Linked DNA regions of Mus musculus: region 1 is linked to region 2. A link is a contact called in public promoter capture Hi-C data. All regions are on one chromosome and are shown on one strand. Each heading gives the region's core, a stretch centred on a gene start, on an enhancer-like site or on the middle of the called end of the contact. The rest is flanking DNA. Distances are from core to core; before and after follow the strand shown. Region 1 overlaps Zfp385c (zinc finger protein 385C). Region 2 holds the start of Fkbp10 (FK506 binding protein 10).

Region 1 (5,756 bases), core at 2,082-4,581, 240 kb after region 2:
GAAGCTGTGCCTACACTTTTTGTGTCTGCAGATGTTGAAGAATGGATTCAAGTAGTTTAGGGTGTGGTGAGTAGGGTCACTGGCTTTAGCCACACAGCTCGGGGTTCCCAGGGACCACTCCTGAAATGTGGAAGTAAAGGACAGCCCAAGACACATTCCTACAGTCGTGTGGCAGGAGTCTCAGGAAAATACCAAGAGGTGGAGATGATGAAGCGTCCCAGGTTTGGCTGCGAGAACTCCAGAAGCTGGGTGTGGCTGAGGAAGGAGACCTCTGACCTAAGCTAAGAGAGGAAGCCCAGGGGAGAAAAGCCCCCTACCTCTGTAGCTCCTCCTACATACCACCTCAGGAAGGAAAACCGGAAAGGGTCCTGGCTTCACTGCCTGTGACGGCCTGTCACTATGGAAGCCTCTAGTCCCACAGGACCTTAATCAAAGTGACAGCTCCCAGGGAACAAGCTCCTGGCTCCAAGAGACAAAGGCCTCGGGTCTCCATGTGTGGTGTGGCATCTCAGACCTCAAGTGCCAAGGAATTATGCAGCTGGTTGAGGGTCCCTGGCACGCACACCCCCCCAAAAAACTCCAAACTTCCCTGAACTAGATGAGGATCTCTCCACCTCCCTAGGGTGCTCCAGTGGCCCCAGCCCAATCTTACAACAGCCTGGAACCAGTTTTTAGCAGGACTCAAAGCCCAACTGACATCTACCACGGGCGGCTGCTAGCTAGCATCTCTCTATCCAGAAGAGGCCCAGGGCCCGGTGAAGGCCCAGAATTAACCAGAGCAGTGAAGATGGCAGCTCCTCCTCCTGGTGCTTCTGAACCACACAGCTACTGGAAATCTGTGGCTTTGTGTTCGGGTCTTAAGCACAGCAGTCACCCTTTCCCACCTATTATGGGATGGTGAGACGCTGCTCATACCTCTCGATGTGGCCAATGGGAAGGTCTGGCTCTGTATCTGCCTCCCCTGCCCAGCTGCAAGTGCCCAGGAGCAGACACCAAGCATGCCTCTGAGGGTGTCTCAGCATCTTACATTGGGCTTGCACTGGGCCTGCCTAAGGCCTCTGATTCCTAGACACACCCTGGATACATAGTGACTTAATTGACCTAATGTTTAACAATCTAGAGGGGAGTGCTAGGCATCACATTTCCTGGTGACTCCGAATGTGGTGACCTCCCAAACCAACCCCACCAACACTGACCCTCTTCCCATTTTGGCACCTCTCTCTCTAACAACTGAACCACCCTACCTTTCTCCTCCCCGCCCCCTCCCCCATCTCTCCAAGAGCCTGCCTAGCTGAAGTCATCCATGCCTCCTCTCTCTCCCTTGGTTCCGCTACACAAAGGCCTCCAGAAACTGATTTCCTACCCACTCTCTTAACTACCTATTCCTAAATTTCACCTTTGTCCTCTGCTGGGGACATATGAAATAGCACATACTCCTGCCCACAATGCTACTGTGAGACTCAAAGGCCAAGGCTCACCTGGTAGGAAGGCCCCTGCCCTGTAGGGGATACCAGCTTAACTCAACCAAGTCCAGCCCATACCCTACACAAGGCTCCACTGGCCACTGCCCGGGAGGCTGAGAGCTTTTGGTCCCTGTACCAAGCTCTAGCTATGACTCTGCCCATGAGACCCTTACTCCTCTGGGATCCAACGTCAGTGTCACAGTTCTTGAGCGTCTCTGGGTTCTTCTATCGGCTCACTCACTGTCCCCTCTTCTGATATCTTCTCCCCCACCCCATACTCTTTCCCTCTGGTACTAGGGATTGAACTTGGGGTGTCTCAGGCATGCTGGGCAAGAGCTCTACCTCTGATCCATATCCCTAATCTTTGTTACATTTGTTATGGAGACAGGACTCACTAAGTTGCCCAGGTTGTGTTTGAACCCTCTCCAGAGCCCAGGCTGGCCTTGAATTTGAGATCCTCAGCTGTCTTCTGGGTTCTTGGCGTTCCTTTCGCTTTCATTACCTGAGAATAAGCGTATCTTTACATAGAGTTACTTAGATAGCTTTTTTTTGAGGGGGGGGAAGCATATTTGAAAGCCTTAAAAATGTGAGCCCCCGCTGGGCGTGGTGGCGCATGCCTTTAATCCCAGCACTTGGGAGGCAGAGGCAGGTGGATTTCTGAGTTCGAGGCCAGCCTGGTCTACAAAGTGAGTTCCAGGATAGCCAGGGGTACACAGAGAAACCCTGTCTCGAAAAACCAAAAAAAAAAAAAAAAAAAAAAAAAATGTGAGCCCCCTTCCCCTGCCCCTCCCCCGCCACCAGGGATGGAAAGATGATGGCTATGCAGACTGTTCTTCCAGAGATCCTGAGTTCAATTCCCAGCAACCACGTGGTGGCTCATAACCTTCTGTAATGGGGTCTGGTGCCCTCTTCTGGTGGGTCTGAAGAGAACAATGGTGTTGTACTCATATGCATAAAATAAATAAATAAATAAATAAATAAATAAATAAATAAATCTTTTTTTAAAATGTGAGCCACCTGAACAGCAGCTTGAACCTCATAGATTAAAAAATTATATTTAATATATATGATATATATAATATTTGATGAATAAATGTATGACTTTTAAAAAAAAAAAAACCTTGCTATGTAAACCAAGCTGGCCTTAAATTTACAGTCACCCTGCCTCAGCCTCCAGATTACAAGAATACACCACCCACCCAGTTGAAATGGAAGACTTTTTAACCCATCCCACACACACCTCCCCATCCTACGTGCTCCAGAAACAGTAATCCATAAAATTTACTCAGTCACAGTCTTGGAAATCCAGCTCTAAGTGCCTCCTCGAAGGAGTTAATGCTGATAAAAGAGTCTTCCTGTCATTTGCTAGGGACATGACCTCAGCCTGAAATGCCCCTCACCTGTCCTGTGACCATTACTCTCTCTCCGAGGCCTTTGTGTCCCTGAGGGTATGTCTCAACTTCCACCATGCTCTGGGGGCACTATAGAAATGTCATCCAAAGATTAGGCACTCTCAAGATTCAGGGCAGCCTCTGGCAAAACTACCCTGCCGGGCTGCAAGGTGGGTTTCTTGAACCACCCCCAAGATCTGGGGTACTGATGCCTCCTGCCTCTCCCTCCTAGGCTTTTGTGGCTCAGCCTTCCTTGCCAGCCTGCAGCGCGTGACCCCCACGTGTCTGTCAACAGGCATCATCTTCACAGAAGCAGTCACCCATTTCCCCCAGAAACTGCACTGTAGCCAGATGCCCCTACAGCGCTGGGAGCCAATCTTCCCCCCACCCCACCCCCAGCCCCTACCCTCCTCCATGCAAAGTCACCCCAGGCAGGGAGAGGCAGAAATCCTGGCAGAGAGTCCAGCTGCCACAGGAAGAGGGACCTCCTGTTGTTCTCAGTTGGAGTGCTATGAAAACTGTCTGACTCCCGGCCAGAGAAGCAGGAGTATGGAACACGCTGCAGGCTGGAGCAACGTTATAAATGTCCTAATCTCAAACACTTCCACAGGGAGAGCGCCTAGAATTGAAGAGACCTCCAGAGGAGACCTCGAGACTCTCAAAACCCAAGGGATCCCATGGAAAGCTTGTCAGAAGCAAAACAAACCTCCTTTGGTTTTGTGGAATCCAGAGGACATGCCAGGCAAGCGCCATACCACCGCGCTACATTTCCAGGTTTGGGTTTTTTTTTGTTTGTTTGTTTGTTTTGTTTTTTGTTTTTGTTTTTGTTTTTTTTTTCAAGACAGGGTTTCTCTGTGTAGCCCCGGCTGTCCTAGAACTCACTCTTGTAGACCAGGCTGGCCTCGAACTCAGACTGCCTCTGCCTCCCAAGCGCTGGCGTGCGCCACCACAGCCCGGCTCCATTACCAGGTTTTAAAATAAAACCTGACAGCACCACAGAGGGAAGCCACAGACCCAAGGTCCCTTAAAGGGACCCAAAGCCAGTTTATAGGAGGGGACCTAAGCTCAGCGCCACTCCACACTGACCTGGCCCCGTGGAGGTCTTGCCCAGGCTGAGCTGCCGAAGCCTTCGCTGGTGGGCGCGTCCCCCACAATGCACCTGGGCCTGGGCTGCAGAGTTCAGCTGGATGTTGCAGACATCGCAGAGCGTGTAGGAGGGTCGTTTCCTTTCCCGCTTAGGCTTCGATGATTCTGGAGAGTGAGGGGGGCACTCAGATGCTGCAGTTGTAGGGGGCTCCTTCTCACCTGAGGGGGGTGGGCTCAGTGGCCGCTTCATACCTGAGGAGATAGAGAGGGAGACAGATATAACACAGTGGCTCCGGAATACACCCCTCAGCCAAAATGTCAAGAGAAAACACGATGGGCAGGCAGAGTACCACTGAAGTACGGGATCCCTAGGAAGAGTGTCAGAAATGGCTGCGCATGGGGAGCCGGTTGGACACAGGGTCCCAGGGCCTGAAAGCAAATCTCAAAGACCGAGATGGGATCTTGGAGACAAGGTAACACTGGAGAAACACAGCAGCAGGCCAGTGGAGTCGCACTTTGGAAAGCTGAGTCCTGTTCTGAAGCCTCCAGGCAGGAGCTGACAATACTGTGACTGACAGGCCTGTGGCGCTTCCTGGAGACACAACAGCCCTCTGGCCAGAAACCCAACCATCCTGTGCCCCATACCCAGCAGGGTGACACTCACCAATAAAGACAGCCTACAAAGCCATCCCAAACCCATCCCACATGGCTTGAGATGGCCCTGTCTTGGTCACATGAGCCCAGGCCACAGCTGGCAGCTTGGTGGAGACCTGGGTCTGCTGAACACAGCATTCACACATTGCCCCAACCTAGACACTCATGTCCTTCTTACAGGCAATTGTCCCCTTTGAGGATTACCCCCCCACCCCCATTTCTCTGGCACTTTCTCTCACATTTCTGCTTCTGTTTCTCCTCTGGAGTTGGCTGCTAAATCTCTCTCAGACAGAACTTGTAATCATTTCCTTCCTGGTGTGTGTGTGTGTGTGTGTGTGTGTGTGGTGTCCTCAAGTGAGCACTCACACATGTTCCTGCATGTGTGTGAGAGAGAGAGCGAATGTGTACAATATATGTGTATGTATATATGTGATTGTCCCTGTGTGCAAATGCATGTGTGCCCATGTGTGCATGTGTGTACATGTGCACATTCACACATGTATGCACATGTGTGCCTGTGCCTGCACGTTTGTGTTTCCTGGCTCACTTTACTTCCTGAGGGCAATGCCTGCTTCCCTGAACAACCCCAAGATTTGGGGGGAGCATGACTGAGAGCCCATCTCTCTACTTACAGATGAACCGTGTGACCCTGTTCCATTCATGTTGAAGCCCTAACCCTTAAGTATTCCACAATGTGACTGTATTTGGATAAATGACCTTTAAAGAGGCAACTAAGTTAAAATGACAGCGTAGTAGTAGGCTGCAAACCCAAATGCTGTCTTCCTTTATAAGACAAAGGATTTGCCCAAGGCTATTTCAGAAGAAATCACCCCTGAGCCAGGCTATAACACACACCTGTTATCCCAGCTTTAATGGAGGTTTAAGCAGGAGGATCAGGAGCTGGAAGCTAGCCTGGGCTACATGGCTAAATGTTGTCTTTAATTAAAAAAAAAAAAATGTAGAGAGGCTAGAGGGATGGCTCAGTGGTTAAGAGCACTGTCTGCTCTTCCAGAGGTCCTGAGTTCAATTCCCAGGAACCACATGGCAGCTCACAACTGTCTGTAACTCCTGTCCCAGGGGATCTGACACCCTCACACAGACATGCATGCAGTCAAATCAGCAATGTACATAAAATAAGAATAAGTAATTTAAAAAAAAAAAG
Region 2 (5,134 bases), core at 273-2,772:
CCCACCTTGAAGTGCGCGTAGTGCAGGTACTGATAGGGCAGGCGGCTCTGGAAGTCGCGCAGCAGCTGCCGCGGTGGGTAAGGGACTTGAAAGGCGGGCAGCGTCTTCTTGCAGCGCCGCAGGCAGGCGGCGCGCTCCAGGACGTGACCGAAGAGCCGCAGCTCGCGAGCCCAGTCCTCGCCATCGCCGTCGTGGTCGCCGTCCGGGCCGGACGCGGGCCGAGGCTGAGAGGTGGCGGGGCCACTACAGTTGGCGTGGCAGAAGGCCTCGCTGTCGCGCAGCAGCCGGTGCAGCCGCAGCGCCGCCTCCAGGTAGCGCGCGCTCTCGCGCCAGCTTTCGCCTTCGTATTGCTCCAGAGCGTGGCCGTAGGCCGTGGCCAGTGGCATCAGGTCCTCCGGAGGGAATCCTCGGAAGCTGTATTTCTCGTACTGGGCCCCGGCGCTGCCCAGCAGCAGCCACAGCAGCCCCCACGCCCCGCGAGCCATGCCCGCACCGCGCCCGGAGGCTTACGGAGCAGCCGGCGACCGTCGGGCTCCAGCCAGCTCGGGCTCCAGCCCAGCCCACCCCCAACCCCCGGAGCTCCTGCTGGGTCTTAGCGCCGGGCCCTAGGCTAGAGCCGGGAGGCTGGAATGCCTCTCTAGGACCGTCAGTTGACGCTCGAGTCCACTACGTGGGCTGGCCCTCGACCACTAGCAATGCTTACACCACCACTGGCCCTCCCTGGCAGACACGGGTGGGTGGGGCTACGTTTCACGCCCAGAAAGCCCCTCCCCACAGCAGTGTCGTCCCCCCCCCCCCCCTTAAGTGCCACCTCTGTCCTTTGCGTAGGCAAAGTGGACGAAGTCACATAATCTGGTCTTTTTCTCCTCGAGTCTCCTCTGCTCCCCCTAGGTGGCCCGGTAAACACCCGCGCTGACGTCGAGGCGTACACACCTCTTGTTACCCCGCACACCTAGCACTGACACCATCAGCCTCCCGCCGGAGCAAGATTCCTGTGTCTTCAGTGCAGCCAGGCTTTTGCAGGACAAAACAACCTTTCACCTAGAGAACATTCTCCCTAACCCCCCTTTCCTCTAACCTTTCGCGGGAGGAGAGTTGGGGCGGGTGTGTGTGTGTGTGTGTGTGTGTGTGTGTGTGTGTGTAGAACTGAAATAGCCCTCAGATTACAGCCTCACCTGCACCAGAAGGGGCCTAGATTTGGGGTGCCAGGGAAAGCTAGAGATTCCTCCAACAGGCTTTAGGACCCAGAGACTCTGGAAAAAACTTTTTCATTTTGGAAGTCCACTCCAACTTCTCATCTTTCCCGAACCTCCCTCTGGGCCAGGCCCCGGGTCTCAGTCCCGGATGGAGTTTTGGGGGAGGGAGACTCAGAGATCTTTGTGGCAAATTCCTTGGACTCCAGAGACTCTCAACCTGGCCCCCACCTCCTAGTTCACCATAAAACATCACCCTGCCCGGCCAGCTCATTCTCCCCAGCCCCCATTCCACGTGGACCCGCCAGGGCGGGGTGGGGAGAGAGGACAGGAAGGGGGGGAGTCAGCTCTGAGAGGAGGGGGAAGGAGGCTAGCGGCTGGCGTCCGCTCTCACTGCCGGCGTCCCTGGTCTGGGCACCATGTTCCTTGTGGGGTCCTCCAGCCACACCCTCCATCGGCTCCGCATACTGCCGTTGCTGTTGCTTCTACAGACCTTGGAGAGGGGACTGGGCCGTGCCAGCCCGGCCGGAGCCCCCTTGGAAGATGTGGTCATCGAGAGATACCACATCCCTCGGGCCTGTCCCCGAGAAGTGCAGATGGGGGATTTTGTGCGTTACCACTACAATGGCACTTTCGAAGACGGGAAAAAGTTTGACTCCAGGTAAGAGCTTGGGCACTCCCGGACTCAGCACCACTTTCCTGAGCTTCCAGAGAATGTTGCCCCTTCTAAGGTTTGCATTCCTGTAGTGCTTTCATAATCCTTTGCCACAAACAGCATCCTGGGGAGAGCACCTCAAAGGATGCCTCCTATCTTCAATACCAAATTTTCAATTCCTAAAATATTCCCGCCCCCGCCCACGACCCCCTCCTAGCCCCCTGGAATATTTGATGCTCAGGTGAAGCGCCACATATACTTACCATAACTTAAACACAAATGGTACCCTGGCACGCAATCTTAGAGGGCAAAGAGACTGTGCCTACTACACGTAAACCCTGAAGTGAGTGGATGGATGGTCTGCCTGGTGCCGCCTCCCTTTGCACACACTCTGGCTCCCTGTCTATTTCTCTCTCCAGTTTTCTATGCCTTTGTGGTTGGAGACTGGAGAAATAACATTTCCTTGAGGGTGTAGGGCCCTAGAGCAGCTAGGGAGGGTCTTAAGCAGAGTGGGCATTATAATTTGGGGGTAGACCATAGCTGGTGCCGTGACCAAACTGTCCACGTGTCACAAAGTCTGACATGCCATCCTGGGGACTCTTAGTGCCTCCTTCTCCAAGCCTCTGGGAACTCAGTTCCTCCATCTTAGCTTTAGCAGCCAACACCACGCTCCAATGCCAGCCTTGGCTTGACGGGACCAGCATCTTCCATTCTGATCCAGGACCTTGGTCGGCCAGACAGATACCCGTTGGTTTTGGGGGGCAGATCAGAGCTGTGTGGCAGCCTCTTTCCAGGCTACAAGGTATACTTCAGGCCCTATCACACTTGAAACTCTACACCACAAAGACAAGTTGCCTTTCGGTCTCCTCTCTGAAATAGACAGTTCAGCCCACAGGCAATTAGTGGTCATGACTCTGGAGGGAGATTTTTTGGTACAGTGGATAAGAATGCCATCTCCATATTTGTAAGGCCCTGGGTTTAAATTCGGGCTGTGACAGAGGAGGAGTCTTAACTTCCCTTGTCTGAAACATGGGATGGGAACACTACCTACATCCTCAGGTTTGAATGGTGACAATGAATGACAGTGACTTCCACAGGACCTCCAGGCCTCCAGTGGGTTCAGGACATAATTGGCGTAGACTCTGGCACAACCATAAGTCTGATGGTGTTTAACTCATAGAAACTTTGTGCTCAGCATTGGTTTTTTGTTTTGTTTTGTTAAGGGGGTGGAGGAGTGGATCATGACAAGGTTTCTCTGTGTAGCCCTGACTGTTAGGAAACTCATGCTGACCTTGAACTCACGAAGATCCACTTGCCTCTGCCCCCAAGTGCTGGGATTAAAGGTGTGCACCACCACCATCCAGTACCATTGGCTTTTATATAGCGCTGTAAAGGAAATAGACCAGACATAAAGCCTGCCCTGTGGGCAGATGAGGAAGAGAGCTGGGAGCACAGCCCAGTAAGTAGCCTTTGGAAGAGATTTATCTTATGTCTATGAATCTTTTGCCTAAATGTAGGTATGCATACTGGGGGCATGCCTCATGTTGGAGGAAGTCAGAAGAGGGCTGGATGGCTGTGAGCCACCATGTTGGTGCTGTGACTTGAACTCACATATTCTGCCAAGTGTGACAAGTGCTCTAAACTCTGAGACATCCTCCAGCCTCCCTATTTGAGACAGGATGCCCTGGCTGCCCTGAGAATCACTATGTAGAACAGGCTGGTCCCAGTTTACAGAGATTGGCATACCTGTCTCCCAAGCTAAGATTAAAGGTGTGGGCCGGGTGGTGGTGGTGCACGCCTTTAATCCCAGCACTTGGGAGGCAGAGACAGGTGGATTTCTGAGTTCGAGGCCAGCTTGGTCTACAAAGGGACAGCCAGGGCTACACAGAGAAACCCTGTCTTGAAAAAACCAAAACCAAAAAAAAAAAAAAAAAAAAAAAAAAAAAGATTAAAGGCGTGTACCACCATGCTCAGCCTTCCAGCAATAGTGAGATGGGAGCTGGGGGTATCTTACCTGGTGGGGACTTCTTAAGCCTGTCTTGGGCACAGTTTCTAAATGTTGAAACTGGAAAACTTTTTTAGTCCTTGGATATCTTCAACCAAAATAGAATCTCCCAGCCTTGGAGAGATGGCTCACCACTTGTTCTTGCAGAGGACCTGGTTTTTGTTCTGAAAACTCTTTTTGTTTTTTTTTTTTGTTTGTTTGTTTGTTTGTTTGTTTTTAAGATTTATTTATTTATTACATGTAAGTACACTGTAGCTATCCTCAGATACTCCAGAAGAGGGAGTCAGATCTCATTACGAATGGTTGTAAGCCACCATGTGGTTGCTGGGATTTGAACTTCGGACTTTCGGAAGAGCAGTCGGGTGCTCTTACCCACTGAGCCATCTCACCAGCCCCTGTTCTGAAAACTCTTATGGTGGCTTGTAACAATCTGTAACTCCAGTTCCAGGGGATCTGACTCCCTCTTCTGCCCTTCTTAGGCACCAGACATGGCATGCACATGGTGCAGAGACATACAGACAAAACACTCATATACATACATACATACATACACACATACATATTTTAAAATATTTATTTATTTTATGTATATGAGTACACTGTAGCTGTACAGATGGTTGTGAGCCATCATGTGGTTGCTGGGAATTGAATTCAGGACCTCTGCTCACTCCGGTCGGCCCTACTCCCTCTAGCCCTGCTCACTCCGGCCCAAAGATTTAATTATTATTATATATAAGCACACTGTAGCTGTTTTCAGACACACCAGAAGAGGGAGTCAGATCCCATTACGGATGATTGTGAGCCACCATATGGTTGCTGGGATTTGAACTCAGGACCTTCAGAAGAACAGTCAGTGCTCTTAACCGCTGAGCCATCTTTCCAGCCCGACATACATCTTTTTAAAAGGATTAATATCCCATTCTTGGGGCTGGAAGTGTAGTTCCAGCATCCCAGTTGTAATCCCAGCACCCAGGAGGCAGAGGCAGGAAGAACCTAAGTTTAGGGTCATCCTTGGCTACATAGAAAGTTCCAGGACAGCTAGTACTACAAATGACACCTGACTCCAAGAGCAGGGATGGGAGTGACTGGAACGATAGTGTAATGGTTAAGGGCACTTGCTGTGTACAATCATGAGAACCTGGGCATCCTGTGCACACTGAGTCAAGGAGATAACCTGCCTCCAACGACGAGCCATAGAGTGATGGATGAGGACATCCAGTGCCCTTTGGGTGCCTCTGCATGCACACATGGGTGCACACACAGGTGTGCACACACTCACAG

What was found. Promoter capture Hi-C pulls out the DNA fragments that hold promoters and counts their contacts.
Region 1: a contact with region 2 is called in a promoter capture Hi-C map of the HPC-7 cell line. The contact joins the enhancer-like site here to the promoter of Fkbp10 in region 2. A contact is called at or near these places in 8 of 39 promoter capture datasets (the C10 cell line, the HPC-7 cell line, embryonic stem cells and 2 more), 2 of 484 Hi-C or Micro-C datasets (both in embryonic stem cells) and 3 of 9 other capture datasets (adipose tissue, liver and pancreatic islet).

Annotation. Positions count from the first base shown.
Region 1 is chr11:100,653,435-100,659,190 of GRCm38.p6, forward strand. It overlaps Zfp385c (zinc finger protein 385C), which reads right to left. Exons shown (of 9, transcript NM_001373887.1): 2 at 3,941-4,192. The coding sequence starts at 4,190. Among named protein-coding and RNA genes, the nearest start is that of Gm38483, 17 kb to the right of the region's middle. Within about 2 kb of position 3,332, at least 15 of the 459 cell types and tissues checked have an H3K27ac peak or open chromatin away from gene starts, as enhancers often do. A contact at or near this core is called in the HPC-7 cell line, where this site is marked.
Region 2 is chr11:100,414,172-100,419,305 of GRCm38.p6, forward strand. Fkbp10 (FK506 binding protein 10) reads left to right here and starts at 1,523. Exons shown (of 10, transcript NM_010221.2): 1 at 1,523-1,854. The coding sequence starts at 1,613. It overlaps P3h4 (prolyl 3-hydroxylase family member 4 (non-enzymatic)), which reads right to left and starts at 545. Exons shown (of 8, transcript NM_176830.3): 1 at 6-545. The coding sequence starts at 485.